Linked DNA regions of Mus musculus: all the other regions are linked to region 3. The links are chromatin contacts, called in public HiChIP or PLAC-seq and promoter capture Hi-C maps. All regions are on one chromosome and are shown on one strand. The core of a region is the stretch at or near the end of the contact, and the rest is flanking DNA. Distances in the headings are between cores, read along the strand shown.

Region 1 (4,262 bases), core at 319-2,818, 350 kb after region 3:
TTTTGTTTTTTGTTTTTTGTTTTTCGAGACAGGGTTTCTCTGTGTAGCCCTGGCTGTCCTGGAACTTACTCTGTAGACCAGGATGACCTCGAACTCAGAAATATGCCTGCCTCTGCCTCCCAAGTGCTGGGATCGAAGGTGTGCGCCACCACGCCCAGCTAAGGTTCAACTCTTAACACACAGTTCTGTTTAACTCGAATTCCAGGGAGACCCAATGCCCTGTTCTGATCAGCACACCAGACATGAGCATACATGCAGGAAGACCACTCATACACGTAAAATTCAATAAAATATTTCAAAGGATAAAATTTAGTTTGTTTTTTTTTTTTTTTAATTAAAAAGGTGACTGGCAGGATGGTGGCAGCATATGCCTCTAATCCCAACACTCCGGAGGCAGAAACAGGCAGATTTCTGAGCTGGAGACCAGCTTGGTCTACAGAGCAAATTCCAGGACACCCAGGGCTGACACAGGGAATCCTTGTCTCAAAAAACTAAAGACAAAATAGAGTGATTAGAGATGCTGAGTGGGGTGCTCATGAAGGGACTCTCCTGTGGAATGGGCTGCCGGATACAGAATTCAGCATTAGGCTTCACAAAGGAGACCAAGATGAACTTGGGACTCATTACTTCTCAGGGGACCCCAGTCTGGAATCAGAGAAAAAACAGTCACACATCTGGAGCTATGGGTCCAGGGTAGAGTGCTGGCTTGACATGTAGAAGGCCCTAGGCTCATCCCTAGCACCACAAAAGTGAACAAATTTAACTAAAAAGGAAAAGAAAAAAAAAATCCAGTGTAGAGACACACGATTATAATCTCAGCATCTGGTCGGCAGAGGCAAGGGGATAGGGGCTTCAGACCAGCCTTAGCTCCTTAGTAAGCTGAAGGCCAGTCTGAGCTGTAGTGACTCTGTCTCGACCCTCACCCAATGAAAGAACGCAGGCACAGGGAGGCTCTGGTGTCTCTATGCAAAGGCCTGAGTAGGAAGCGCTGCTGGTTTTGGAGGTCAGCTGCAAAACAGAAGGAAGGCAACTTTCTGACCTTGTTGGAGGGGGAAGCTGCTTTGTGGGTTCTGGGGGACACGGGCCTGATCACTCTAAGAAGCTCACAGACATCTGGAATTTCAGATACTGTGGTTTCAAGGACGGCAGGGTCCACAAATCCATTCATGTCTTTGAAGGGCTATGTTATCCCTCTTCATGGCCAGGCATACAGCTAGGATGAGAGCTTTTGCTGCTAAGTAACTCTGTGACGGAAGGAATACTGAGCCATCATGAGACCCAGACGCGTGAAACCCGTGGCTGAGAAACTCAGGACTACTGTCTGCCCTGACCCTGGGACCTTAGGCTACTTATCAAAGCTAGCAGGGATCTAGCCTCAAGAGTACGCCCCTATCCCACTATCCTCACTACAGGGAGGAGCGGGCACAAAGGTCCTAAGCAGGTGGCGCTACACGGAAGCCTATACTAGCAAAACCCGCAGCTCCTGGAAAACATCGGGTTGCCTCAGCGTCCCTGGGGGCCCCTTACCGGGAGCTCAGCCAAATGCTGGTCTATAGCACCCTCTGGTGGTAGTTTGGGGAAGTGGTGCACACAGAACCCACTGTTTGTTTAAGGTTGGGTGGGGCAGGTCATTATTGGAAGAGCGAACTACCCTTCCCAGACAAGAGAAAACAGGCCTAGAAGGGCAGTGGCTGCAGGGTCAATACTGACTCAAAACTGGAACCAGAACGCCTCTGTACCAAGTGACTTTACGTGGGGCTCTCCAAACACTCTACAGGCTGGGAGGTACGCAGTTACCAGAATGCTTGCTTAGCATGCACCAGTGTCTGAGTTCAGTCCCCAGAACTGCATAAAACTGGATATGGCTGGCGTGCACCTGCAATCCCAGCTCTTGGGAGGCGGAAGTTGAAGAATCAGAACGTCAAGGTCATTGACAACCACATCCAGAGGCCAACCTGGGGGAAAGGAGGGAGGTAGAGAGGAAAGGGGAGAAATGTAGAAAATGTTTAGAAATAAAATTAACAGAAGTAAGACTTTATACCCTGAAAACTATAAAACATTGCTTAAAATGTTTAAATAACCAAAATCAATGAAATATCTGTATTCTTGAGTCTGAGGACCAATTTTTTTTCCTTTTTTTTTTTTTTTTTTTTTGTTTTTTTGTTTTTTTCGAGACAGGGTTTTTCTGTATAGCCCTGGCTGTCCTGGAACTCACTCTGTAGACCAGGCTGGCCTCGAACTCAGAAATCCGCCTGCCTCTGCCTCCCAGGCTCTGTGTATGGCAAGGCAAATGGATTAATCCTGAGATTTGTTCAGCCTGAACCTTAGTCTCTTATAGAGATGAACAAGTTAGTGGTAAGATTCACACAGAGACTAGAGAGACTTAGAATGATAATCTTTAAAAAGGAACAACACTTGGGAGTGGAGAGATGGCTCAGTGGTTAGGAGCACTGATTACTCTTCCAGAGGACTGGGGTTCAAATCCCAACACACACATGACAGCTCAGAATTATTTGTAACTTGAAGATCTGAGAAGATAGGAAAAAAAAAGAACAAACGAAAGAAGAAACACTTTTGGGGCTACTACACTTCCCATTGCAAAAGTTCTCAGATCACTGTCACAGTCAGAAGAGACAAGGGTAGAGAGGAGTAAAACAGCACTGAGAGTCCAAGGATAGACCTTCACATCTGACACAGCACTGAGAGTCCAAGGTTAGACCTTCACATCTGACACAGCACTGAGAGTCCAAGGATAGACCTTCACATTGAGGTCAGCCTCTCAACAAAGGCAGCAAGCCAGCTTAATAAGGACAGGACAACCTTCTCAACAAATATGGCAGCAGACACTTGTCACATGGTAGCAGACCCCTATCTCACACTACACAAACATTAACTGATGACAAACTGTAGGCCTAAATGTGAAGCCCAAACTGTACAACTGTCAGAGGAGGACATTCTGAGTATGAGAGGCCATGCTTGTAACTCCATCACTTGAGAGGCTGAGGCAGGAGAATCAAGAGTTTGTTCACATGGCAAGACCCTATTTCAAGAAAGAAAGAAGAATCAAGAGAAAGGAGCCATACATTCACATATACAGTCATGTGGCCCATTCACTCATTCACCCACACATGCACTCATGTGGCTCATTCATTCATTCACAGGTACACTCATGTGACTCATTCATTCATTCATTCATTCACATGTACACTTATATGACTGTTCACAGCAGCATTATTCATAGTTTTAAAAAAAATCAAGGGTCTCCCAAGCTGCTGGAGAGATGGCTTATCAGGCACTTGCTCTTCCAGAAGACATGGGTTTGATATGCAGCACCCACATGGTAGCTCACAACCACCCATAGCTCCAGTTACAGGGCTCCAACTCCCTTCTAACCTCTTAGGCGCACCAGGAATACACATGGTGCAGAGAAATACATGCAGGCAAAAGACACACATACAGTGACAATTTTAAATGAAAAAAAAAAAAAAAAGATCTCCTTCAAATGAAGGCTGGAGAAAGAGTGGGTGTCAGAAATTGAACTCAGCTCCTCTGCAAGAACGATATGCACTGGTAACTGCCACACCATCTTTCCAGGCCCTCTTCTTTATTTTATTTTATTTTATTTTATTTATTTATTTTGGTTTTTCGAGACAGGGTTTCTCTGTATAGCCCTGACTGTCCTGGAACTCACTTTGTAGACCAGGCTGGCCTCGAACTCAGAAATCCGCCTGCCTCTGCCTCCCAAGTGCTGGGATTAAAGGCGTGTGCCACCACGCCTGGCTTTTATTTTATTTTATCTTCTTTTAAAGATTTATTTATTTTATTTTATTATATGTGATTACGCTGTAGCTGTCTTGTCACTCCAGAAAAGGGCGTCAGATCTTGTTATGGATGGTTGTGAGCCACCATGTGGTTGCTGGGATTTGAGCTCAAGACCTTCGGAAGAGCAGTCGGTGCTCTTAATCGCTGAGCCATCTCACCAGCCCCTTATTTTATTTTTTAAGTCTGTCTTTTGACCTATAACTTTACTTCTAGAAAATTCTATGAGGAATCTTTCAAGTGTGACAGAACATAATATAAATATTTTAATAACAACATAGTTCGCTACAGCAAAAAAAAAAAAAAAAAAAAAAAAAAAAATTAAAATACCCTGTACCTGTGGGTAGGTTTATCCACCTCACTGTGGAACAATGACATCATCAAAAATGATGAACGATTAAAAAATAATAATGAAAAAATAAATTTAAAAGACAGAGGTGGGG
Region 2 (4,060 bases), core at 49-2,548, 370 kb after region 3:
GGCTGGCAGGACAGGCCTCTTTCCAGAGACTTGGCACAAAATTCCAAGGCTTGGCCTGCTGACAAGGCGGTGGGAGGAGGCCTGCGCCAGAGACTCCTCCCCACTCCACTCTGAATTCATCGCCACTGCTGACCGCTAGAGGGGGCTGGAGCCCAGTGACCCCTGCCATTATGAGTCTCGGAGCCGGCAGTCACCATCACCTCAGCAGCCCCTAAGGTCTTTGTCTCTGCTCTCTGAGGCCTGTGCTGGAGGGCAGGGGCAAAGCTAAGCAGGGGCTGGCCTTCCTGGGCTCATCTCAGCGCCCTTACGGAGCCCAGTGAGGCAGGCCACAGAGTGAATAAAGGGTAGACTGAGGAAGAAGCCCTACTTCTGGCAAGTAGGTGGCTGACCTTCTCAAAGCTTCCTGAACTCATGCAGAAGGAAAGACCCCTTACCCTAGCGGGGACCTCCGGAGCCCTGACTCCCCTTAGCTGCCTCTCTCTCTAGCTCAGCCTCTGTTTCTCCTTACTTGACACAGGACTTATGGAGCCCAGGCTGGCCTCAAATTCACTGTAGCTGAGGCTAGTCTTGGATCCCTAATTTTCCTGCACTGGCTTCTCTCCTTCCAAGTGGTAGGATGACGGGCACATGACACCATGCTGGCTTCTTTTTATTCTAGTGCTTGTTTGTTTGTTGTTGTCATTGTTGAGACAGTTTCATTTTGTTACTTTGACTGGTTTGGAGCTCTCTATGTAGACCAGGCTAGCCTCAAGCTCAGAGATGCACCTCCCTCTGTCTTCCAAGCGCTCAGACTGAGACACACCACCACACGGGCTTAGGTTTTTTTTGTTTTTTTGTTTTGTTTTGTTTTTTTGAGATAGGGTCTCACACTATAGCTTCTATAACCCTGGCTATCCTAGAACTCACTAAGTGCCCCTCCTGCCTCTACTTCCTGCATGAGCCACTGTGGGCTCTGCCCAGGCTTTGAGATGGATCTGAAAACCCTACCACTGTAGCCACAAGCACAGGGTTTCTCCCAGGAACGATTTCTCAGAACTTTGGATATTTCTTTGAATATTCCTAGATTCAGTGATAGAATAAACCAGGGGGAAGAGCTGGGGTCTGGTACGTGGGTGGAGAAGGCAGAATCGTTGCCTATCTCTCCCTCCTGCTTTCCTAGGAGCTCAGCCCCCACCCTGCTCCCACCCTATGTTCTAGCTCCTAGGCCTGGCTGCAGAGGCCGCTGTGGAAGAGTGTTACTCCCCCTCCCCGGACACCTCTGCTGGAGGCATGGCAGGCTCCAGGCAGGCAGCGGTGCCAAAAGCTGCTGACAGCGGCCTTCTAAGAAGGAGGGAGCCTGGAGACAAAGACAGAGGAGGAGAAGCCCAGTGGGGCTGCTCCTCCCCCACTGCCACCATAAGCTAAGAGAAGCTGGGAGGAGAAAAACCGACAAAGACCACCGATGTCCCAAACCGCAGAGTTCTGAGCTGTGCAGGCCTTTCCGTCTCTGGAGCCAGCTGCCTGCCCTGGGCAGATTAGGCTCCGGAAAAGAGGCCTGCGCCCCAGCCCTTGTAGCTCTGGCTGAGTCTTAGTCAGTCCTGTCAGGAAATCATTCATAAAAAATGACACCTTCACAGGGCCCTCTCCTCGGCCACACAGCCTCAGGGCCAGAGCCCCTGTCTCCAGCTTCCCCAGACCTCCTCTTTTTCCTCCTCCTGGAAGGAGACCTACGAAAAGCACATGAAGTAAGGCCAGCTCAGCCCAGCAAACCAGCCCTGGTGGAGCATCCACCCTGGGGACAAGAGTGGGGTCAAGAAGGACTTCACTCAAGTATGAACACGCGAGCAAGTGTCACTGACAGCTTCCAAAGGTTTCCAGCGCCATATGGCGGTGGGCATTTATTTATTTATTTAATGGGTGGACGTCTAGAGTCAAGTCTCCTAGCATTCTCCCTGGGCCCAGCTTGGCACATTATAACTGGATCAATCTACCTTAAAGGAAAACAAATCCATGGAAGGGAAATGACCAGCCCTAGGTCACCAGAGACTCCCAAGGGTAGATAATGCCATTGGAATCTGGGAACTAGCCCCATGAGGAAGAATTGAGCTCTTAATCTTAGCCCTGAGTATCTGTCCCCACCCCACCCCACCCCAGCCCCCTGCTGACTTCTGTCCAATTACCCTTGTTTTCTCTTCCCCTACCCTGGCCCTTTGTTTCCTAAAGATACAAAGTATGCACTGGCCTCAGGGCCTTTGCAGGTGCCATTCCTCTGTGCCTCATTACTAGGTTAGGCTTCTTCATCCTGCAAGACCAGATCAGATCAGCTTCTCAAATAGACCTTCCCAGAACACCATAAACTCCCACTCTGTGTTACCCCCTCCCCCCACCTAGAGCCCCCACCTATTGCTACATTCCTGCAATCCCAGCTATTTAGGATTCTGAGGAATGCCTGACTAGGTTACAGAGCCAGTTTAAGACCAGTTTGGGCAACTCAGTGAGACAGTATCTCAAAAGGAAGCTGTCGCTCTCCAACAGCTTAGCAAGCATGAGGACCAGAGTTCAAGTCCCTAGCATCCCTGTTAAAAACTGGACATGAATGCACACCTATAACTCTAGCTTAGTGGGAGACAAACAGGAGGATTGCTCTATCTCTCTATATATTATATATATAAACAAAATCTTTAATAAATGAAAATATGAAGACACTGGAAGTTTACCAAGCCTACATTGACCGATGTGTGTGTGTGTGTGTGTGCGCACACACACACACACACACACACACACACACACACACACCCGACTGTTCAAAAATGTCTTTAGAGATCATCTGAATGAATTCCTGCTTGTGGATTGCTTGGTTGGTTTTTAAAACAGGTAGCCCAGGCTGGCCTGGAACTTTATATGTAGTTAAGGGTTGCCTTGGATTCCTGCTCTTTTTACCCCACTTCCTAAAAATCCTTGTTTTATAGTTGAGGGAACCACCCAGGAAAGAGGAAGAAGGGAATACCTCTATCCAGGATTTACACAGAACAGGGAGGGAAGGGCTGGGGCAGGGTGTGGTCTGGGCTCCTTTCAGGGGAACAGCAGATGCCTTAGGTTTCTAAGGACCTGGAGTCTGACACACTTCCAGCATCTTGGCTGAGTTCCACCTAAAATCCTTGTGCACATTTTGGGATCTGTAAACCCCACCCTCCAGCAATCTCTGGGCTAAGCACTAGCGGAAGCCCAGGGGCATTGTCTAGGAAAATTCCCCTCTCTTCACCGAGCTGCTTTGCAAGGGCTCTTTGAAGTGGAAGCAGCCTTTCTCCATAAGCCTCTGTAAGCCCTTATTCAGTCACCATCAGGTACTGGGCCTCCCATAGGCTCCAGGCAGCTCCCATCTCCCTCCATGCACAGGTCAGGGGAAGGGAACATACAGTTCAAAGATGAACCCCACCACCCCTGCCCCTTGCACCTGTCAGGGCAACTCACTCTGACTCAGCCTGCAGAGGCCCCCTGCTCCCCATCATTCATGCCCTCTGCTCCCTAGACATCGGACCTCTGACACCACTCACAGCCTATCTACCAGAATTTATGATTCCCTGGGTGCTGCTCAAGTTTCTCAAACTTGATGTCATGTTCTCCAAGGGTGTAGCCTGGTCTCTTCAGTCTCTGCACTCCAGCACCCCTGGGTACCAAAGAGACCCCTGCTCTACACCCCAAAACTGTAGGGAAGATCTCACAAGAATGCTGCTCCTCAAAGGGACACGCCAGCAGGCTGAGTCTGGGGTTGCTGCTCCCAGACAAAGCTGACAGAATTGAGCCTGGCCAGTGTGAAGGGAAGAATGGCAGGGCACTGCCTCCTTAGCCCTACCGGGCAACCTAGGGCACTCTATATATACACTTTGCTACTGTGTATGAGTAGCAAAAAGTTATGGTTCCTCTTCTCCTGGACTAACCTTTCTTTTTTTTTCTTTTTTCTCTTATTTGGTTTTTCGAGAAAGGGTTTCTTTGTATAGTCTTGGCTGTCCTGGAACTCACTCTGTAGACCAGGCTGGCCTCGAACTCAGAAATCCACCTGCCTCTGCCTCCCGAGTGCTGG
Region 3 (4,548 bases), core at 750-3,249:
AGAGACCCACAGAGGATTAACAGCTCCACTTCAGTGACTACCCTAAAATAGCTTTTATCCCTCCTGCCCAAGAGCTACTTGGGGCTCTGAAGAACTCAATTCAACACCTGCCTAGGAGGAAACACACCCAGAAAGGTTCTTGGAGGTGGAATCTACCCTCAAAAGAACTTAAAATAGCAACTGGGAAATTATAAATAGCATTAAAGGGGAAAAGAAAACAAAACAGGCCTTGACCTGGACATCAGAAACCAATCCAAAAGCATTCTGGCTGGCTGGAAAACAGTAAGAAGGAACGGAGGAATGGGAAGAGCTGCCCACTTCCCAAGGCCAGCGCGCGCGCGCACACACACAACACCCCGGAATGGTGGGAGAATTAAATTACAGGGAGGCCTGAGAGTCTCAGTGACTTGCATCATTCCAAGAAACATCAAACAGGATTAACAGGGGTAGGATTTACTCTCGGGCTGGTAGTTCTTCTGTCAGTGTAGATGGGCCTCTTTGGAGTCCCTTTGATTCCCTATTTCCTCAGATTCCCGCTGCCTCCCAGCCCTGGGGAGGCCTGGAGCAAATGGCTGCAACTCACTCGGGCCTCATTTTCACCTACCACCCCTCCGCAACTTAGCAGCCTTTCCCCCAAGAGGAGAGGGTTAGAAACCCAAGGCCAGACTTATCACAGCCCCAGGCTGACAGGTGGAAAAACACACAAGCCAGGAGTCGGTATGCTTGCAGGTGAAAGCCCCAACTCCCAACACGGCCAGGAACGCGGCCCGCCACCGCGCCACCGCCCCCTCCCCCCCCCCCCCCCGCGACCCCGATCTGTTCCAAGCTGGACTGAAGCATGGGGCTGAAGTTGTAGGAAGTCTGGCCCTTAGGCCAGCGGAGAGACTACCCTATTTTGTAGTGTGAAATGTTAAATTCTCCCCACAATTGGAAGGTGGATGTAAAGAGTGGAGACAAGAGACGGGAATTCAATAGTAAGTCTAAAAAGTCTAATAGGATCTGGGGTGGGAAGAGCAAGCATGCACGGTAAAGAATTACGAGCACGTTATTTGAGTCTCTAAGAGACCCCATGGGGGGAAGAGGTAGGGAGATTCTAAAGGTCGAAAGAGCGAGTTCTCTGAATTTCAAACGGGTGTAGAAATGGGACCCTCCCGAAGGAAAATGCCTAAACTTTCCACAATATGATCACTGGGAAGGGAACTTCAGCTAGGGCTTTATTTTGGGTTCTTCGGCCCGAGGTACTGCAGAAAAGCCTGAAAGCAGGTTTATGAAAGTCTGGAAAACGAAAGAGCTTAGAGCAGACTATTTGGAGCAGGAAAAGGAAGGTTATGTGGGTCGGGGTAGGCGTGTCCGAGGGTGGGAACAGGTGCAGCTTATCTATGCCCCCCAGACCGCGATCCCGAGGAAGGTTAGCTGCGTGTTATCTGGGTCTCCAGGGAGTCTGGGGGGTCCAGACTAGGGGACCCTCAGGCTGAGTTTCCAGGTCTAGGAATGGAGGGAGCCTGAAAGGCTTGTTCCGGTCCCCTGGGCACAGGTCTGAGGTCCGGGGAACGTTTTCGTCACTACGGGGCCTATCGGGGGCCCGGCTAGAGCAAAGGGGGCCCCTACTCAGGGGTGTGGGCGACCGCGCTGGGCGGCCCGAAGTGAGGGGCGCCGCCGCTCCGAGAGCCGGGCGTGTGGGCGCAGCGCGACGGCCTCCCGCCCCGCTCCCCACCATCCCCCAGGACCCTCGCCGGCACTCACTGCGCTCGGGACCCCGCGCTGCGGGCCGGGCCGCGCTCGGGCTCCGCCAGGCCCGCTCAGGCCCCGGTAGTGGCGGCGGTCGGGCCATTGTGCGGTGCATTGTGGGAGCCGCGCGAGCGGGCGCTCGGGTCGTGGAGGGGGCGGTGCCGCGGGCTCTCTATGGTCCCGCCCGCCCGCGGGCTAGAGAGGCCCAGCCGGCGCGCGGGCGGCGCGCGGGGAGCACTGGGAGCGGGGCGGCCACTCGCGCCTCTTCTTCCCTCCCACCCCCTCCCCGCCTCCGGGCCGTGGCACTCTGGGGCTCTGCCGTCGACATGGGCGCCGCCGCGTGGGCACCGCCACACCTGCTGCTGCGGGCGTCTTTCCTGCTTCTGCTGCTGTTGCTGCCGCTCCGCGGGCGGTCAGCGGGCTCCTGGGACCTGGCCGGTTACCTGCTCTACTGTCCCTGCATGGGTAAGGCCTCCGGAACCCTCTGCTTAAACGGAGAAACTGAGGCGGAGGAGGCGGAGCCACTTCTCTGAGGCGCCCGGAGACTTCTCAGGTCCAGAGGAGAACACCAGAGAGGGGCAGGGCCTGTGTTCTTCCCTGCCCTACTTGCCTGGGTACAGAGGACCCATTGGTGTTCAACTTGCCATTCGACAGATGGGAGAAGTTAAGTGACTCACTCGAGGTCTAATCAGTCTCAGATCAGTAGATGGAGTTTGTAGGACAAGACCTGCCCGCACTGTCTCGTGGCAATTCTTGCATTCATTCAGCAAAGAATTTATATGCCCCCCCCCCTTTTTTTTAATGTCCCAGGCGCTGTTGTCTGTGCTGGTGGTGAATGAAACAGATAAATCTCATAGGATTCTTCATTTTAGGAAGACAGACAATAAAAAGTTTTTAAGTGCGTGCAGAATTTGTACAAGATGATTCAAACTGGGGTAATAAAAGATAACCAAGGACTCCTAAGAACCAGCGGAGGGATGCAACTTAAATGCAGTCGTGGATCATCATTATATAATCCATCCCTTCTCTCAATCCTTGAGTAGCTTGCATTCCTGACCATGGCCATCATCTGATGGCCTGACCTTGCAAGATTGGCTCCACTCTTCTCCACACCCCTTCTCCCATGGCCCTCTGGCTACAGCCATAGTAACCGGCTTTCTATTGCTTACAGACATAAAGGTCTATGAGCTATTCTTCTCGGAGTACCTTCCTATAATTTCTGCTAACTCTTTCTCATCCTTGAAGTCTCAACATACGTGTCACCAAAGAGGACTCCATTGACCTCTCTACTTGTCATTTCCTGAGTCTCCCTGTCACCAAACCTTTTCATTTTTTCCCTTGCAATCATCAAAATATACCATAAGGAATTTGTTTTCATGTTTAGTGTCTCCTAACCTGAATTAGAATGGAATGCCTTGAGGACAGAAACCTTATCCTTCTGATTTTATATTATAACATCTAGCACAGTACCTGGCACATTTCAGCCTTGCAGTGTTTCTGGAATGGATGAATGGCTGCCATATTGATGATAGCCAAATGTGCTTGCATACAACTTTAATCTCAGCACTAGAAGCCAGAGGCAGGTGGATTTCTGTGAGTTTAAGGCCAACCTGATCACATAGAGAATTCCAGAGTAGCCAGGGCTACATAGTGAGACTCTGGCAAAACAAAACAAACAAAAACCAGATAGACCTTTGTGTTTAAAGCATTCACAGCCTGCATAGACAGCCAATACAAAAAGCTGGAAAATGAAAGCAGACATATAAATGACTGAAGTGTTTATAGCTAAATGGTAAAGCATTTACCCAGCATGTCAGAGATACTAGGTTAAATACCCAGCACATAAATACATAATCTGATTCACAGCTGTAATTCTAGCATGTAAGAGGTGGAGGTAACATGCAGGAAGATTGTTACAAGTTCAATGACAGACTGGTCTACAGAACAAGTTCCAGGACTATATAGATCCTGTCTCAAAAAACAAAACAAAACAAACCTCAATGCCGTGCTGAGAGTAAAGGAAATGGATAGGAGTTGTTTAAAAGTGTCTTAGCAAATGAAGCATCAGGGTCACCTTCATGTACAAGTGAGTGGAGACAGGTCTGAGGACACTGCTGGCAAAGATGGCAGGTAGAGTGGGGATGATTATAACATGTTTGAGAAACAGCATGGACTCTGGTGGGGCAGTGGCAGAAGGACCAGGACCTACAGGCCCTCAGATGTCAAACCTGGAAGTCTGGACTTTCTCTCCTGTGCCAGTGTTGCTAGCTCACTGTTCCTTGGCCTTCCCCAGTCTTGAATGCACATCTTTGCTGAGCCCTTCGTACACCATGCCATTAGGCCCCAGGCCACTCTACCCACAATGTACCATTTCCAGGGCGCTTTGGGAACCAGGCTGATCACTTCTTGGGCTCCCTGGCATTTGCGAAGCTGCTGAACCGCACCTTGGCTGTACCTCCATGGATTGAATACCAACATCACAAGCCTCCTTTCACCAACGTGAGTATTTCTGCTGACCTAGACCCTTGCCCATCCTTCCCCACACTTGCAGACTTGCTTGACTCCAAGGCCTCTGGGTTTTCTTCCAATCTGCTGTTGTCCTCTTCTCTACCTAGAAATAGCAATAACTAGCTTTTTTTTTTTTTAACCGAACACCTGTCATGTACCCCGCATTGTCTGAACGCTAGATGAGGGTTAGCTCATCTTTCCTATAGCTAATCCTCGAGGAAACCAAGGTCTAGAGAGGAGAGGTAACTTAGGTAACTTGCCAAAGACTGCACAGCCTGTGGGTAGTAGATCTTTTTTTTTTTTTTTTTTTTT

The links. Promoter capture Hi-C pulls out the DNA fragments that hold promoters and counts their contacts. HiChIP or PLAC-seq counts read pairs in DNA pulled down with a chosen protein or histone mark.
Region 1: a contact with region 3 is called in a promoter capture Hi-C map of embryonic stem cells, with 2.8 times the contacts expected there. The contact joins the enhancer-like site here to the promoter of Pofut1 in region 3. A contact is called at or near these places in 15 of 39 promoter capture datasets (the 3T3-L1 cell line, the HPC-7 cell line, the SN4741 cell line and 7 more), 3 of 484 Hi-C or Micro-C datasets (all in embryonic stem cells), 12 of 115 datasets of contacts at active chromatin or transcription factors (the 230-238 cell line, astrocytes, embryonic basal ganglia and 7 more) and 4 of 9 other capture datasets (embryonic stem cells, liver, macrophages and 1 more).
Region 2: a contact with region 3 is called in an H3K4me3 HiChIP or PLAC-seq map of fetal liver, with 3 times the contacts expected there. The contact joins the enhancer-like site here to the promoter of Pofut1 in region 3. A contact is called at or near these places in 4 of 39 promoter capture datasets (the C10 cell line, hematopoietic stem and progenitor cells, hippocampal neurons and 1 more), 5 of 115 datasets of contacts at active chromatin or transcription factors (the 230-238 cell line, embryonic forebrain, fetal liver and 2 more) and 1 of 9 other capture datasets (adipose tissue).

What each region holds. Positions count from the first base shown.
Region 1 is chr2:153,585,168-153,589,429 of GRCm38.p6, forward strand. No RefSeq gene overlaps it. Among named protein-coding and RNA genes, the nearest start is that of Commd7, 45 kb to the right of the region's middle. Within about 2 kb of position 1,569, at least 54 of the 459 cell types and tissues checked have an H3K27ac peak or open chromatin away from gene starts, as enhancers often do. A contact at or near this core is called in the HPC-7 cell line, embryonic stem cells and hippocampal neurons, where this site is marked.
Region 2 is chr2:153,609,638-153,613,697 of GRCm38.p6, forward strand. No RefSeq gene overlaps it. Among named protein-coding and RNA genes, the nearest start is that of Commd7, 21 kb to the right of the region's middle. Within about 2 kb of position 1,299, at least 162 of the 459 cell types and tissues checked have an H3K27ac peak or open chromatin away from gene starts, as enhancers often do. A contact at or near this core is called in embryonic forebrain, fetal liver, hematopoietic stem and progenitor cells and 1 more, where this site is marked.
Region 3 is chr2:153,239,533-153,244,080 of GRCm38.p6, forward strand. It overlaps Pofut1 (protein O-fucosyltransferase 1), which reads left to right and starts at 2,000. Exons shown (of 7, transcript NM_080463.3): 1 at 2,000-2,193; 2 at 4,106-4,227. The coding sequence starts at 2,055. It overlaps Plagl2 (pleiomorphic adenoma gene-like 2), which reads right to left and starts at 1,826. Exons shown (of 3, transcript NM_018807.5): 1 at 1,744-1,826.